Linked DNA regions of Sus scrofa: region 1 is linked to region 2. A link is a contact called in public HiChIP or PLAC-seq data. All regions are on one chromosome and are shown on one strand. The core of a region is the stretch at or near the end of the contact, and the rest is flanking DNA. Distances in the headings are between cores, read along the strand shown. Region 1 holds the start of MRGBP (MRG/MORF4L-binding protein). Region 2 has its middle 13 kb from the start of SLCO4A1.

Region 1 (7,095 bases), core at 162-2,661, 120 kb before region 2:
TGGAGCCTTCCCTAACCCAGCACAGGCTCCCACCTCACCGGGCACCTGCCACCCGGCTCCCACCCACTCTCCAGACACCCTGGCCTCCTCTGCGTCCTCTGATGCACCAACGCCTGCTGCCACAGAGCCTTGACACCTGCCGCTCCTCTGCTGGGAACGCCACTGGTCTCTTTGGCCACCCTGTTCCCCTAGTTCATCTGCCCCGCTAACGACATGGCTCAGGGGGGGTTCCGTGAGGCCCGGGTCCCTGCCTGCCTGGTTCTACCAGCAGTCACCAGTGTCACCTTAACCTGACTCAGACCCTGCCACCTCCCTGCCTACAGCACTCTGGGACTTTCTGTAAGACTGACAATGGCCTCAGAGCCCCTCCCACAGGCCTCAGCTCCTCAGTCGTCTCCTGGCCAGGTCCTAACTGACCCCTCAATTGCAAGTAGGTGCCATGTGATAACCAGCTACCGTCACTAGGTTTGTGTTTTCTGTAAAACTGCTCGGAGCTACCTTGTTGAACAACTGGTCCCCTGCGGGGCAGCCCAGACGTCAAGTTCCCTGAGGACAGGGCCTGGTGTAGACGCAGGGAGGCGCACGGAGGGGGCTCTCGGCCACCACCTGTCTGGGGGAGGGTGGGGGCCAGCTCACCAGTGCCTGCATGTCGTACATGGTGCTCAGGTGGTCCCAGATGACCTTGGAGGGCACTTGCCGGCCGATGTTCTGGCTGAACTTGTCCCGGATACAGATCATGTGGAAGTGCCGGTTCACACCTGCAGGGGGAAAGGGTCAGCCCGTGGGGGCAGACAGGTAGTTTGGAGAACAGACGTGGGGGTCAAGGGGAAGAGAGGGGAGAAGGCGCAGGGGGAGACGGGGGCAGTGCTTGGAGGGCGCGGGGGTAGAATGGGGTTGGTGGCAGGTACAAGGGGGGAGAGGAAGAGGTAGGGGTCAGTGGGGGAGGAGCAAAGGGGGCAGGGGTGCAGGTGAAGGCAGGGGTCGGCCGGCGTGGGGGGGTGGGGGCGGGAGGGGGCAAAGTCGAGCGGGGGAGGGGACTGCAAGGAGCAGGCCGGGGAGGGGCGAGCAGGTGGGGGCAGGGTGTGCAGGGGTGCAGGCGCAGGAGGCCCCGCCCCGCCCGCCCCGCGCGCGCCCCCGGCCGTTGCCGGCCGCCCCGCCCCCACGCGGGTGCGCGGCCTCGGCGCGGCGCTCCGCTCACCGACGGGCTTGTGGCCCAGCATGGCGTGGAAGAGGCACACCTCCACCTCGGGGCTCCACACGACCGTCTCCTCGGCCGGGCTGGTGGCTGCCTCCCCGGGCCCCTTGTCGCCCGCCGCGCCACCGCCGCCCACCTCGGCCTCCCCCATGGCCCGGCCGCCCAGCGACGAGCCCCCGGCGGGAGCGGGCGCGGCCACGGGCTCCGCGCAGGCGCACTCGCGGGGCGGGCGCGCGCTCGGCGGGCTCGCTCTGGGGTTCGCGCGCGGAGTCGGCGCAGGCGCAGCTGAGGGCGGGGTCGCGGCGCCCCCTGGCGGCCAGGTCTCTCAGCGCAGCGCCGTCGGAGCCTGAGGAGGATGAGAGGGACTGAGGATGTAAACGCCCTAAATTAAGTTGTGGCGATGGCTGCACAGCTCTGGGTAAACCCCGCAGAACTGTGCGCTTTAAATGGAGGAATTGCAAGTTACACCTCAGTAAAGCTGCTAGGAAGAAAAAGAACAGGCAACTGACAATGCCCGCGAGTGTGGCTCCAAGGGCTTCAAAAGCCCCTGGCTGACCTCTGGCCTGAGTGTGGAACAGAGCGGCCCCCGCGCGCCGGGGCAGAGGCGTCTGGGCCCCGCGCCTTGACCGCGGGCCTCAGCCTAAAGGGCAGGAGGGCCCAGGCCGGAGGGGGCGGGGTTAACCCCCACGGAGGGGCGGGGCCTGGGCGGAGTCTGGCCTGGCAGTCCTGTGACGAACTCAAAGAAGCACCCAATGGAGGCCGCCGGCTCCGCCCCGGCCCGGCCCGGCCCCGCCCTCGCGGCTCCCCCCGCCCCTCTCCGCTAGGCCACGCCCACCGCGGTGCCAGGGCTCTTGCCCAACGCGCGAGCGCTCTTCACCTCCCGGGTGTAGACTCCCGCGTCGGGCTTCCGGGTCCTCTTCCGGCTCCGCGACCTGCTAGTTCTGTGAGCGCTGCAAGGTGCTGGACCTCTTCAGGCCTAAGCTTCCTCCTCCGTGCAGTGGGGTTACTGATGGGGCTTGGTTTCTGGGTGCCCCAGCACAGGCTCGGGCGTCTTAGCAGACATTTGGAGCCACAGCGGTGAGCGCTGCCCCTTGGCCGTGTGGGCTCTGGCCAGCCAGTCACCTCCCGGTGGACTCAGAGCCTGAGTCCCGGCTTCCCATGCTGGTGCCCACAAGGTGGGAAGACGCGGTCAGCAGAGCCGGCCGTCCTGTGAGCCATGTTATGGCTGGACGTTGTGATTCCATTATTATTATTATTTGCTTTTTTTTAGGGCTGCACCTGCGGCGTATGGAAGTTCCCAGGCTAGGGGTCGAATCAGAGCTGTAGCTGCCAGCCTACACCACAGCGGGTGTGAGCTGCATCTGCAACCTAGATACCACAGCTCATGGCAACGCCGGATCCTTAACCCACTGAGTGAGGCCAGGGATCAAACCCGCATCCTCATGGATCCTAGTTGGGTTCATTAACCGCTGAGCCACAAAGGGAACTCCCTAAGTTGGGATTCTTGCCAGGTGTGTCTCCTCCCCTCCCTCTGACCTGCCAGCTGGGCTCACCTCAGGGTTGCTGCCTGTGGGGAGGAAGCCCCAAGCCACTTACACACACGAGGTGTAACAGATGGAGGCCTTTCCCTTTAATCTCCTTACAGTTCCCGGTGTGTGTGTGTGTGTGGGGGGGGAAATAATCAATAAGCAATAATTAGAGTAGAAAAAAGTTTTATTTGAGCCAAACGGAGGACTACAGCCCAGAAGACAGCTTTCCAGATTCCTCTGAGGGACTGTCCCAGAGACCATGGGTTTCAGCACAGTTTTGCATCTTGTCAGAACAAAGAACATGAACTAACTCTGGGATAAATTTCTACAAGTCCCCAAAGTAAACAAACAAACACCAAACAGACCGTGACGTACCCCAGGGCCTTGGCGCCTGGGAAGGGGCTTATCATCGAAGGAGGAGGGCATTGGTATCCCCGGAAGGGGCGCTTAATTTGTGTCTTTAGCATGGACATTCTTTTTTTGCTTTTTAGGGCTGCACTGTGGCTTATGGAGGTTCCCAGCCTAGGGGTAGAGTTGGAGCTGCAGCTGCCAGCCTACACCACAGCCACAGCCACGTCTGTGACCTACACCACAGCTCACGGCAACGCTGGATCCTTCCCCCACAGAGCAAGGCCAGGGACCGAAACCGAATGCTCATGGGTACTAGTCGGGCTCAGTACCACTGAGCCACAGTAGGAACTCCTTTTTTTTTATTTTTTGGCTGCCCTGTGGCGTATGGAGCTCCAGGGCCAGCGATCCGATCTGAGCTGCAGCCTCGAACTAAGCTGCAGCAAAGCCAGATCTACTGCTCTGGGCTAGGGATCGAACCCACGTCCCAGTGCTCACAAGCTGCTGCTGATCCCGTTGCACCACGGCGGGAGCTCCGGCACGGACATTTTGTTCTTCTGGTCAATGTGCCCTTTTACTTAATAATTAAAGCAGATGCATAATGTATGTTTGATAGGCCACAACAGGCTGCTCTCGTTAGCACGAAATTCAAGTTAACTCTCATTAAGCTCGGATAAGCTCCCCAGACCTCAGCGGGTGACATTTCTTTTATCCCTGGTCACCCTGTGGTCCCTGCTCCTCCACCGGTTTTGCCCTGCTCATCTCCTGCCCCATCCCTGCCTTCTTCAATCCGGAGAGCCTCCTCCCCCGGGCAGCCCCCCACCCCGGCCAGTGGACCGCTCTGGCCCCTGTTAGTGTCTCTCTCACAGTCTCTCCCTCCTGCCTGGGGTGCCTGTGCCCACTTAGCCCCCGCTGCTCTGGAGGCTCTGGAGGCCAGGCTGCCTCCGTCCTTTCTGGGGGCAGCTGTCCCTGCAGCGTGTTCAGTCCACAGACACCTGGCTCCTTCGGTGGCCGGCAGATCCCGGCATGTGTGGCGGGTGTTCAGACTCGGTGCAGCAAGACAGGAAAGAGAAAAATGGGCTTCTCCACGTCTTTCTTACCTGGAGGCTCCCAGGAACTGCCCGTTGGTCTGCTGCATCAGGCACGCGTGGCCCCCCCGCCACCTGGGGGTTCCCTGCCTGCCTCCGAGCCTGGCGTCAGGACGGAGCTAAACGCCGTGCTCAGCCTCATCCTGGCACTTTGGCTCATTTCCCGCATCACACAGATGTGTGCGCAGCTGGAGCCAGGCTTGGACAGGATGGAGGACTCGGAGCCAAAGAGGAGGCGGTCCAGACTGCGCCTGCGCCCTCAGCCTCTGGGTTTTGGACAGTCGGATGACGGGGGGCAGAGCGATACCCGACCCCTGACTGCGTGTGGGTGACAGGCCGTCAGGGAGATGTTTGGGATGCGTGGCCTCCAAATAAGATGGAAAGAAAAGAAGTGTGAAAAACTGAAATGCAGTGGCATAGAGAGATGCATGTGTATCTGTCCGGGACGGTCCTGAGAGTTTAGCCCTTGAGTGGAGAGCTGTGGGGAGCAACTCCCCTCTTAGGGGCAGGTCCTTCCCACCCGGTCCGCGGGGTGGGGGCCGGGTGCCGGGTGCTGGCCAGGGTTGGAGCCTGGCTGGGAAGGAGGGGTCATGTGGGCATTGTTAGCTGTTGATTTCCGAGTGCCTCCTGCGTGCTTGGCATGGGGGTGTGGGGAGGGGCTGAGCACGGTGCCCTCTCTGCTGGGAGCCCAGAGTCTGGGGATCACACAGAAGATGTGAGATGTTATCCCGAAGGAGCTGACGGGAAGGGCAGGAAGGGAGCTCCCCTGGGGACGAGGACAGCCCCAGGTGGCAGGACTTCAGAGAGGGCGCAGGTGCCACGGGGGCTGCAGGTATGACATACAGGTGCATGAAATGCTCCCGATCTCAGTGCACAGGGTCCCTGGGGCCCAGCATGGCTCAGACACCACCCCCCCCGACCCAGACACCACCCCCAGACCCATTCTGGGGCTCGAAGGCCGGGACACACAGTGCAGAGTGGCTAAGACCAAGGGTTGCCCCTTGATGTTCTGGGCACCTGGACCTCCTGGGCCCTGGGGGGGGGATGGGCAGCTCCTCCCCCAGGAAACGAGACACTGGATCACAATACCAACGGCATTTTTCACAGAACTAGAAGAAATACTTTTAAAATTTGTGTGGAAACAGGAAGACCCCAAAGAACCAAAATAATCTTGAGAAAGAAGGGCAGATCTGGAGGAGATCCGTCTCCTGGTCTTCAGACTGTCCTACAAAGCTACAGTCAGCAAAACAGTATGGCACGAGTACAGAACCAGACACAGGGATCAATGGAACAGAATGGAAAGCCCAGAAATAACCGCCCACCCCACGGTCGGTTAATCTACAACAAAGGAGGCGAGACAATCCAAGGGAGGGAACCTCTGCAGCAAATGGTGCTGGGAAACGTGGCAGCTCCACGCGGAAGCATGGAGTCGGAACACTCTCTCTAACACCACGTACGAAAATAAACTCAAACAAGGTTAAAGACCTCAATGTGAGGCCAGAAACCATGAAACTCCTGGAGGAAAACAGGGGCAAAACACTTTTTTTGACGTAAATCATAGCAATACGTTTTTTTGAGCTCCGTCTCCTAAAGCAAAGAACATAAAAGCAAAAATGAACAAATGGGACCTAATTAAACGGAAAGGCTTTTTCACAGCAAAGGAAATAATTGACAAAATGAAAAGACAACCTACTGAAAGGCCGAAAATATTTGCAAATGATACGACTGCTAAGGAGTTAACATCTATCACATAAAAACAGTTCTTACAACCCGACATGAAAAAAAAAAAAAAAAGAACCCACAAACGACCTAATTAAAACATGAGCAGAAGAGCTGCATAGGCATCTTTCCAAAGATGACATGCAGATGGCCAACGGGCGCAGGAAAGCATAGGCCACATCGCAACCATCAGAGGAATGCAAACTCAAAGCCACAACGAGATACCACCTCACACCTGTCCGAATGGCCATCGTTGAAAGAACACGTCGAAAGCTCCCACCGTGGCTCAGTGAAAACCAATCTGACTGGCATCCATGAGGATGCAGATTTGATCTCTGGCCTCGCTCAGTGGGTTAAAGATCTGGCGTGGCCGTGAGCTGTGGTGTAGGTGGCAGACACGGCTTGGATCTGATGTGGCTGTGGCTGTGCTGTAGGCTGGCGGTTACAGCCCCGATAGGACCCCTAGCCTGGGAACCTCCATATGCTGCAGGGGCGGCCCTGAAGAGCAAAAAGGAAGACAAACCCAAAACCGAACCAACCAAAGAATACAAGGAGTTCCCATTGTGGCTCAGCGGGTTACGAACCTGACTAGAATCCATGAGGATGTGGGTTCCATCCCTGGCCCTGAGCTGTGGTGTAGGTCGCAGACACGGCTCAGACCGTGTGTGGCTGTGGCTGCGGTGAAGACCGGCAGCTGCAGCTCTGATTTGACCTCTAGCCTGAGAACGTCTGGATGCTGCAGGTGCGGCCCTAAAACGCAAAATAAATAAATAATAAAAATTTTTAAAAAAAGAACACAAATAACAAATGTTGGTGGGTATGTGGAGAAAGGGGACCCTCTGACCCTCTTGGTAGGAATGGCAATGGGCGTGGCCAGTATGGCGTATAGTACGGGGCTTTCTCAAAAAAAGCGCACATAGAATTACCATATATGATCCAGCAATTCCACTCCTGAAAAAACCAAAAACATTAGCTTGAAAAGACACTTGCACCCTGGTGTTCGTAGCAGCCCTGTTTCCAGTTGGGGTGGGGGTGCAGGGAGACCCTTTCCTGTGTGTGCTCTTTGTTCAAGGGGTTCCGGAACCACGTGAAGTGAGTTCCCTAGTCAGAAAATTAAATGAAACAAAATCGAATGTGCCACATGTTATCTGCAATCACTAAGAGCAACAGGAGGAATTCCCACTGTGGGTTAAGGGTCTGGAGTTGCTGCAGCTGC
Region 2 (6,499 bases), core at 1,850-4,349:
ACGGAGACATTGAAGAGACTGCGTCCCTGAGTGGTTGGAGGCTGAATGAAGCGTGCAGGTGTAGACACAGGCCAGAACCCGCCTGCAGGCGGTGGCACGGGGCAGCTGTGCCAGGCGGGATTCCAGATGGCAGCTTCACGCTTGGCTGAGCGAGGCGGGGGCTGCCCTCTGGTGACAAGTGACTCAGCCTCAGATCAAGGAAAAACCCCAAGAGTGTTTAATACCTATTTTCCCTGTAACCGTCACTAATTGTGTCTCCACATGGCCTGGGAGGGTTAACTTCCTTCTGTTCGGGCCACACCCACAGGGACAGTACTGACTGGGAATGTCCCTTCTTCCAGGGCCCCACTGCTGGGGAGACTCTCCCTCGTCTTGTAGGAGAATTCTGGGATGGCGGTAGTGGTTGACGGTGGCAGTGGTAGTGGTGGCGGTGGTGGTTGGTGGCGGTGGCGGTGGCGACGGTGGCGGCAGTGATGACAATGGTGTAGGGAGGGCCTCCCTGCGCCAGCCCCCCTCCCAGCACACGGCCAAGAGCTCGAACTCCATCTGCAGTGTGACGGAGCTCCCCCGAGATGATTTAACTGCTCTGGGACATGACCTAAGCGTGTCCTCAGGGCATGTGTCATCACACGGTGGCAGATTCATGGGTGCAGGGGACCAGAACAAACACAGGGAGGTTGGGCAAGTGGTGACGAGGGCAGGAGGGCTGGTGTGCAGGCAGCAGGTTGAGAGCTGCTTTGGGGGCAGGGCCCAGGACTTGCTCTTGGCGCAGATGTGACAGGTAAGGGCGAGGCATCTGTGAGATGAGGCGGGGAGAGCAGATCTGGGCCAGAGACGCCTGCGGGACACCTGGAGGTGACAGAGGGGTTGGCAGCTGGACACACAGCTCTGGGTTTTGCGGACAGACAGGCCTGGAGGCGAGAAACGGGACGTCATCTGTGGAAATTAGGTGGCACCGATCTGGGGCCTGGGCCTGGGCCTGGGGTGGAGGCTGGCAGAGAGGAGAAGGACGCGGAGCGGGGAGGGGGCGTCGGTGCCCCCCTGTGACCTGGCAGCTGCCAGCAGCACCCAAGAAGCTTAAGTGGAGCTTCTGATTTCTTCCTGTTATGTCCTCCTCACCCGAGCCCCTGAGCCCTGGTCTGAGGCCTCAGCGGGCCTCCTGTTGTCTGGAGTGAGGCGGGAAGGGCAGCCGGAAATGGCCAGGTCGTAGGAGGAGGGCCACCTGCCACCCTCATCCTCGCGGGGACCCGCGCCCAGAGCCCAGCCCCCTGCACCCAGCTCTGGGCAGCCCCTCCTCTCTCATGCCCCACATTTAGCCCTGCTGCCTCTCTGTGCAAAGTCCTGGTGGCTTCGGGCCTGGGGACATGGCCTGGGGGCAGCAAGGTCCTGCCTGCGACACCCCGCCCACCTCCCGGGGATAAGGTCCCTCCCAGTCCCTGGTGACCCACCTGCCTGGCTCCAGATCCCCGGGTCTAAGCCTGGACTGGCCAGGACGGCGCCCTGTCAGGCGGGCCGGCCGTGGCCTGGCATTCCAGGACGGACCACACCCTCGGCAGGACAAGGAAATGGATCCGGCAGCGGCAGAGCTATGGTCCCGGCCCCTTGGCAGCCGGGGGTGGGGGTGGAGGCAGCCCGAGGGCCTTTCCGGGTCCCGCTTTGCTTCCGCCTGGTCTGCACAGAGCGAAGTCATTACCCCGGGGGTGGGAAATAGGGGCCATTCACTGTGCGAGGTGACAGAGCGGACCTCCAAGGTGGCAGTCAAGGACGTCGGATGCCCTCTGGTCCCCAGATGGTGACCCTGCCCTGGGCCCTGGGCGGGGCTGCGGGGTCCAGTCCCCAAATCCCTTTCTGGGCTTCCGCTCTCCTTCACGGGAAGTGGGGAGATGGGGTGTCATGAAAAACCAGGCTCCCAAGTGGGGGGTTTGCATTTCACGTCTCTTCGCCCTTATGTCTGGGGAGGAAAGCAAAGCGGGGCCCTCCTGCGGGCCTGGGCCCTGCTGACCTCCGTGGGCTCCACGGACTCTGTTTCAGTGGCCGGCAGGGTCTTGGGGACGTGGGGACACAGTCCGAGTTGTCCCCCCTTGTTGGCTCCTTGCAAAGACTCGGAGTTTGGCCCCTCTGGACGTGCGAGGGCTTGGCGCTAAAAGCCTCGCGCTGTCCTTTAGGGCACCAGGTTCCAGCTTCGTCTGCTATTTCTGGTGAAGCTGGCAGAGGTGTGGTTTCGATGGGCATTTCCCCTTTCAATAGTGACATATTTAGATACTAATAAAGAACTTCCCTTAAAAATATCCAAATACAGAATTGCAGAATTTGCCTAGAAGACGGTCTTGTGTTGGTCCTTCTGGGGCCGAGCCAGGTTCAGAGGTGTATCGGCCAACAAAGGCCCTGTTGTGCTGCTGTGATGAGCAGACCCGAGGTCCAGGGGCTTCAGCTCCAGCGGCCCCTGAGGGTGCAGGGCAGGGACCCAGGTTGTGGGGGGAGGGGAGCAGGGGAGCCTCACACCTGCTGATCCCAAGGGCTCCCACCTGAATCTCACTTTCCAGGGGGGCCCTTTACTCCCAGCGCAGGGAGGGGACCCTCTGCCATGTGCCCTCTAGGTGGACATGGGCTTCTGGCTTCTGGATGGAACCTTCTCTTTGAACCTCTCTTTGCTTCTGTCCGGTTCAGGGTTCTTCTCGGGGGAGCCGGCAGAGCTGAGACACACGGCTGCTGTCAATCGGCAGAGTGAGTGGGAGGAGCCTCCATCCTCAGACCCTCCCCCAGACGCCCCCCACCCCCATATGCTGCCAGCAAACTGGAACAAGAGCCAGGCACCTCTGCAGCCTCTCCTACCCTGGGGCCCTGAGCCTCTGCCCACCTGAGACTCCTGCCCCGGTTATTCTGCAGCGGTCAAGGCTGCTCACGTGGGGCCAGAGACAACGAAGGTGGTCTGACCTGTGGGGGCGGCCAGCCCGCCCAGCCCCCACCTGACACGGGTCCAGATGCACCCGGAGAGGGTGGTGTGCTGCAGCGCTGTCCCCCACGGTCCCCAGGCCGCCTCCACCCCCCACCACAACCGCCTGCTTCCCTCATCCTGCTGAGTCACGGCCGGGCTTCCGCTCCGGGCGGTGGTGACTTCTGGTCAGAAGGGTTTCTAGTTAGGCTGTCAGTGACTGAATGTCCTTCCTGCCCCTTGAAAGGAAAGTTTTTGCTCTGGAAAATTACTGGGTCCGGAAGCAAGGATGTTTCTGCCCTGGGGGCGTTTGCGAGAGGCGTTTCTGGCTGCTCTCAGCCTGCAGGAGCAACACGGGCTCCGGGAGCCCCTGCCAGGACCACTTGCCCAACTCTGCGGCGGCAGGAAAGCTGTGCCTGAGACTGTCCTGGGGACACAAGCCAGGGTGTGTCCAAGGAGAAGCTCAGCCCCTTGTGACAGGTGCAGATGCTCAGTCGCGAGTTCAGATGCATGGACACCTTCCAGAAAGCGCGGCAAACCCCGGCCACTTCCTGAAACGGGTTCAGGGGCCCCGAGCCCCGCCCTGGGGAAACGCCTTTTCAGAGCACCTGGAAGTCGGGCAAATCCCCCAAGTGCGTGAAGCATCAATTAAATCATTAGAGGAGAAAACGTAATTGCCAGCAGCCTGCGTGAGGCGGGACCTTAGCTGCACAGGCGAGGCCGTTCAGGTCTATGGACGCCACCGATCCGACTATTGCCTTCTCTCCGACGGAGGAGGGGGCCCGCTGCCCCTGTAAGCTCCTTTGTGTCTGGATGGGGTGTTTGTCACACCTGTGCGCGTGTCACACCAGCACAGAGTCCCACTGTCCGTCTCCGGGAAGGTTCCCGAAGGCCCCAGGGCAGAAGCCCCTGGGCTCAGCTCAGCTCCGTCCAGAACCGCAGGAGACGTGACTGAGGGACCTGAGCAGGCTGACGGGGCTTCCCTCGCGAGGGGATTCCAGGCCACGTTCCCACAAACAGTCAGCCTGTGGACAAGGTGTGCAAGGATCTAAACATGCCTGTGGGGACGGCACCCCCCGCCCCCCCGTTTGGGCTCCTCCGAGGTCCAGGGCCCATGAGGTGGGCGGACAGGCTGCCCTCGGTCCCGGGGCTCACCCTGCTGGCTCCTGGTCACGGGCCTTCCGGCTGTCGGTGCTATGCTGGTGGTGGGAGGCATCTGTTTCCACCCCGCCTTGCTTGTCCCTTGGGACACTGATAAAGTTACCTTGTGGCTGTTAACCTAGGCGGGCTGCCCAGAGGAGGAGGCTGCCGACATGGCCTTTGAAACCCAGGGCCACGCGCAGCCCCGGAGCAATTTATCCATCTCTAAGTCAGACTAAACAATTTAAACTATCCTCGATGCAGTTACTGACAACTTTTAAATGTGTTTGAAATAACTTGGGTAAATGGGTGTCCTCTTTTGACTATAAACTTTAGGAAATTGATGGAGTTCCCTGAGGCACAGCAGGTTAAGGTCCGGATGTGGCCCTGGCTGGCACTGTGGTGCAGGTTCCATCCCTTCCTGGGGAATTTCCGTATGCTACAGGCGAGGCCAAGAATATTTTTCTTACGAAATTTAAGTGCAAGCAATAATTTCTGGTAAAGCTTTAGTTTCTTTCCTTTTTTTTAAGATTTAGATTCTGAATTTAGATGTGCTGTAAGCATAAATCACACACAGTTTTTAAAGACTCAGCAGAATTAATAAGTCTTTATGTTGGAAGTTCCCATGGTGGCTCAATGGTAACAAGCCCAACTAGTATCCATGGGGATGCGGGTTCGATCCCTGGCCTCACTCAGTGGGTTAAGGATCCGGCTTTCCCGTGAGCTCTGTGTGGTGTAGGTCACAGATGCGGCTCGGATCTGGTGTTGCTGTGACTGTGGTGGAGGCTGGCAGCTGCAGCTCCTATTTGACCCTTAGCCTGAGAACCTCCATATGCCGTGGGTGTGGCCCTAAAAAGAAAAAAAAAAAAATCCTTGTGTTGATTATAGGTTGAATTATGATTTTTTTGTCTATGTTGGATTAAAATAAAAGACAATATTAAGTTAATTTTCCGTTTCATGTAAAATTACACTTACGGCTCTAGTATATTTTTGTTGGACTGTGCTCGACCAGAGGCACAGAGGTTGAAAAAGCAAAAGTTTTCATGCACCACCTAGTGGCAACTTGAGAGGGCGGCTGGCGGCTGTGAGCATCTCTGCGGGTGTGTGTCTGCGTGTCTGAGTGTTTCTCGAGGCACCTGTGGCGCTGGGCACAGCGCCGGGCACACAGCCGTGTGAAGCCTGCGGTCTCTGCCTCGAGGGCACCAGTCTGGGCTGCAGTCTCTGGCACCGTGAGGGGAGTGGACACCCCGGTGACCCCTCTTTGCAGAGGGGGGCTCACCTCACCGGTTGGGGTCCAGGGAGAGGCTGATCTCCACCCAGAGCAGGAAATCCTGCCTTGGGCTTGCGGGAGGCTGGCCGGCCAGGGCCTAGAAGCTTCCTCTTCTGCGAGCTGCCCAGCTGGACCCAGCAGAGCTCAGGGGGCCTGTGGGACAGTCCTGGCCCCGAGCCTGGGGAGGCAGGTCCCTGGGGGGTGGGGCAGGAGGGCCAGTCAGGGTGAAGGGCGACTCCCCACAAGGACCTCACGTGGGGCGTGGGGCCTTTCCGGGCAGGGCACGGGCCCCTCCGGTCACGAACGGCTCCTGGCCATGGCCTCATCACCCTTAAATCACGACCACTCCTTGGGGCTCAGAGATCCCGGAATTACTCAGGGCCCGTCCCTGGACTCAGGAAGCGGAGGTCACAAGGGGTCACGGGGCGGGTGTGCGGGGTCCTGCCATCTGCAGGCAGAGTGGAAACTTTTGACAAGCCATAACTCTCTCTTTGGGGACCTCTCCAGGCTTGTGTGGGGCCGAAAGGCTGTCCAGGTGGGCTCTGTTGGAGGGTGAGGGCAGGGGCCGTTGGGGAGCCAGGCCGTCCGGCCGTGGCGGGGCCGCCTCCCAAACCCCTCCTTCGGGGACCCTGTGGGCATAACCGCAGCGTGGCGTATCGGGTCTCTTTTCCAGCCCGACTCTGAGCCCTTCCCGGCGGGGACGGTTCCGTGGTTTGTCCTCTGCAGTTTTTAGGTCTCTCATTCCAGGCCTCTGGCTCGCACGCCCAGGTCTTCAGCTTGCTGAGTGTCGCGCGTGAGCGTGGTCGGAACTCGCATTTTTCGACTTGCAAGCGGGAAGCATGTTCTGAGCGCAGCGTCTTCCTGAGATTTGAGTCTGCAGGGGACAGAGTCAGGCAAACCAAAGCTCCCCACTTCTAGCAGCCGGCCAGGATGGAGGCCACCCCCACCCCAGCACCCCGCACGTCCGGGGTTGGCGGCACCGTGGAAAATAACAGTAACGGCCACACGTGGGAGCCGCGGGCCAGCACTGAGCGGGGACTCTCATGGGGTCCCCTCCCAGCAAGCCCCCAGAACCCGGGCTGTGTTCTCCCCACTTTATAGGCAGGATAACCGTGTCTCCCAAAGGAAACCAGCGGCAGAGCCGGCTTTGAACCAGA

The links. HiChIP or PLAC-seq counts read pairs in DNA pulled down with a chosen protein or histone mark.
Region 1: an H3K27ac HiChIP or PLAC-seq map of alveolar macrophages shows a contact between it and region 2. The contact joins the promoter of MRGBP here to the enhancer-like site in region 2. A contact is called at or near these places in 6 of 47 Hi-C or Micro-C datasets (alveolar macrophages, heart right ventricle, liver and 3 more) and 2 of 2 datasets of contacts at active chromatin or transcription factors (alveolar macrophages and skeletal muscle).

Annotation. Positions count from the first base shown.
Region 1 is chr17:62,052,717-62,059,811 of Sscrofa11.1, reverse strand. MRGBP (MRG/MORF4L-binding protein) reads right to left here and starts at 1,411. Exons shown (of 5, transcript XM_021078245.1): 1 at 1,199-1,411; 2 at 637-758. The coding sequence starts at 1,346.
Region 2 is chr17:61,931,386-61,937,884 of Sscrofa11.1, reverse strand. No RefSeq gene overlaps it. Among named protein-coding and RNA genes, the nearest start is that of SLCO4A1, 13 kb to the left of the region's middle. Within about 2 kb of position 3,099, at least 22 of the 83 cell types and tissues checked have an H3K27ac peak or open chromatin away from gene starts, as enhancers often do. A contact at or near this core is called in alveolar macrophages, liver and omental adipose tissue, where this site is marked.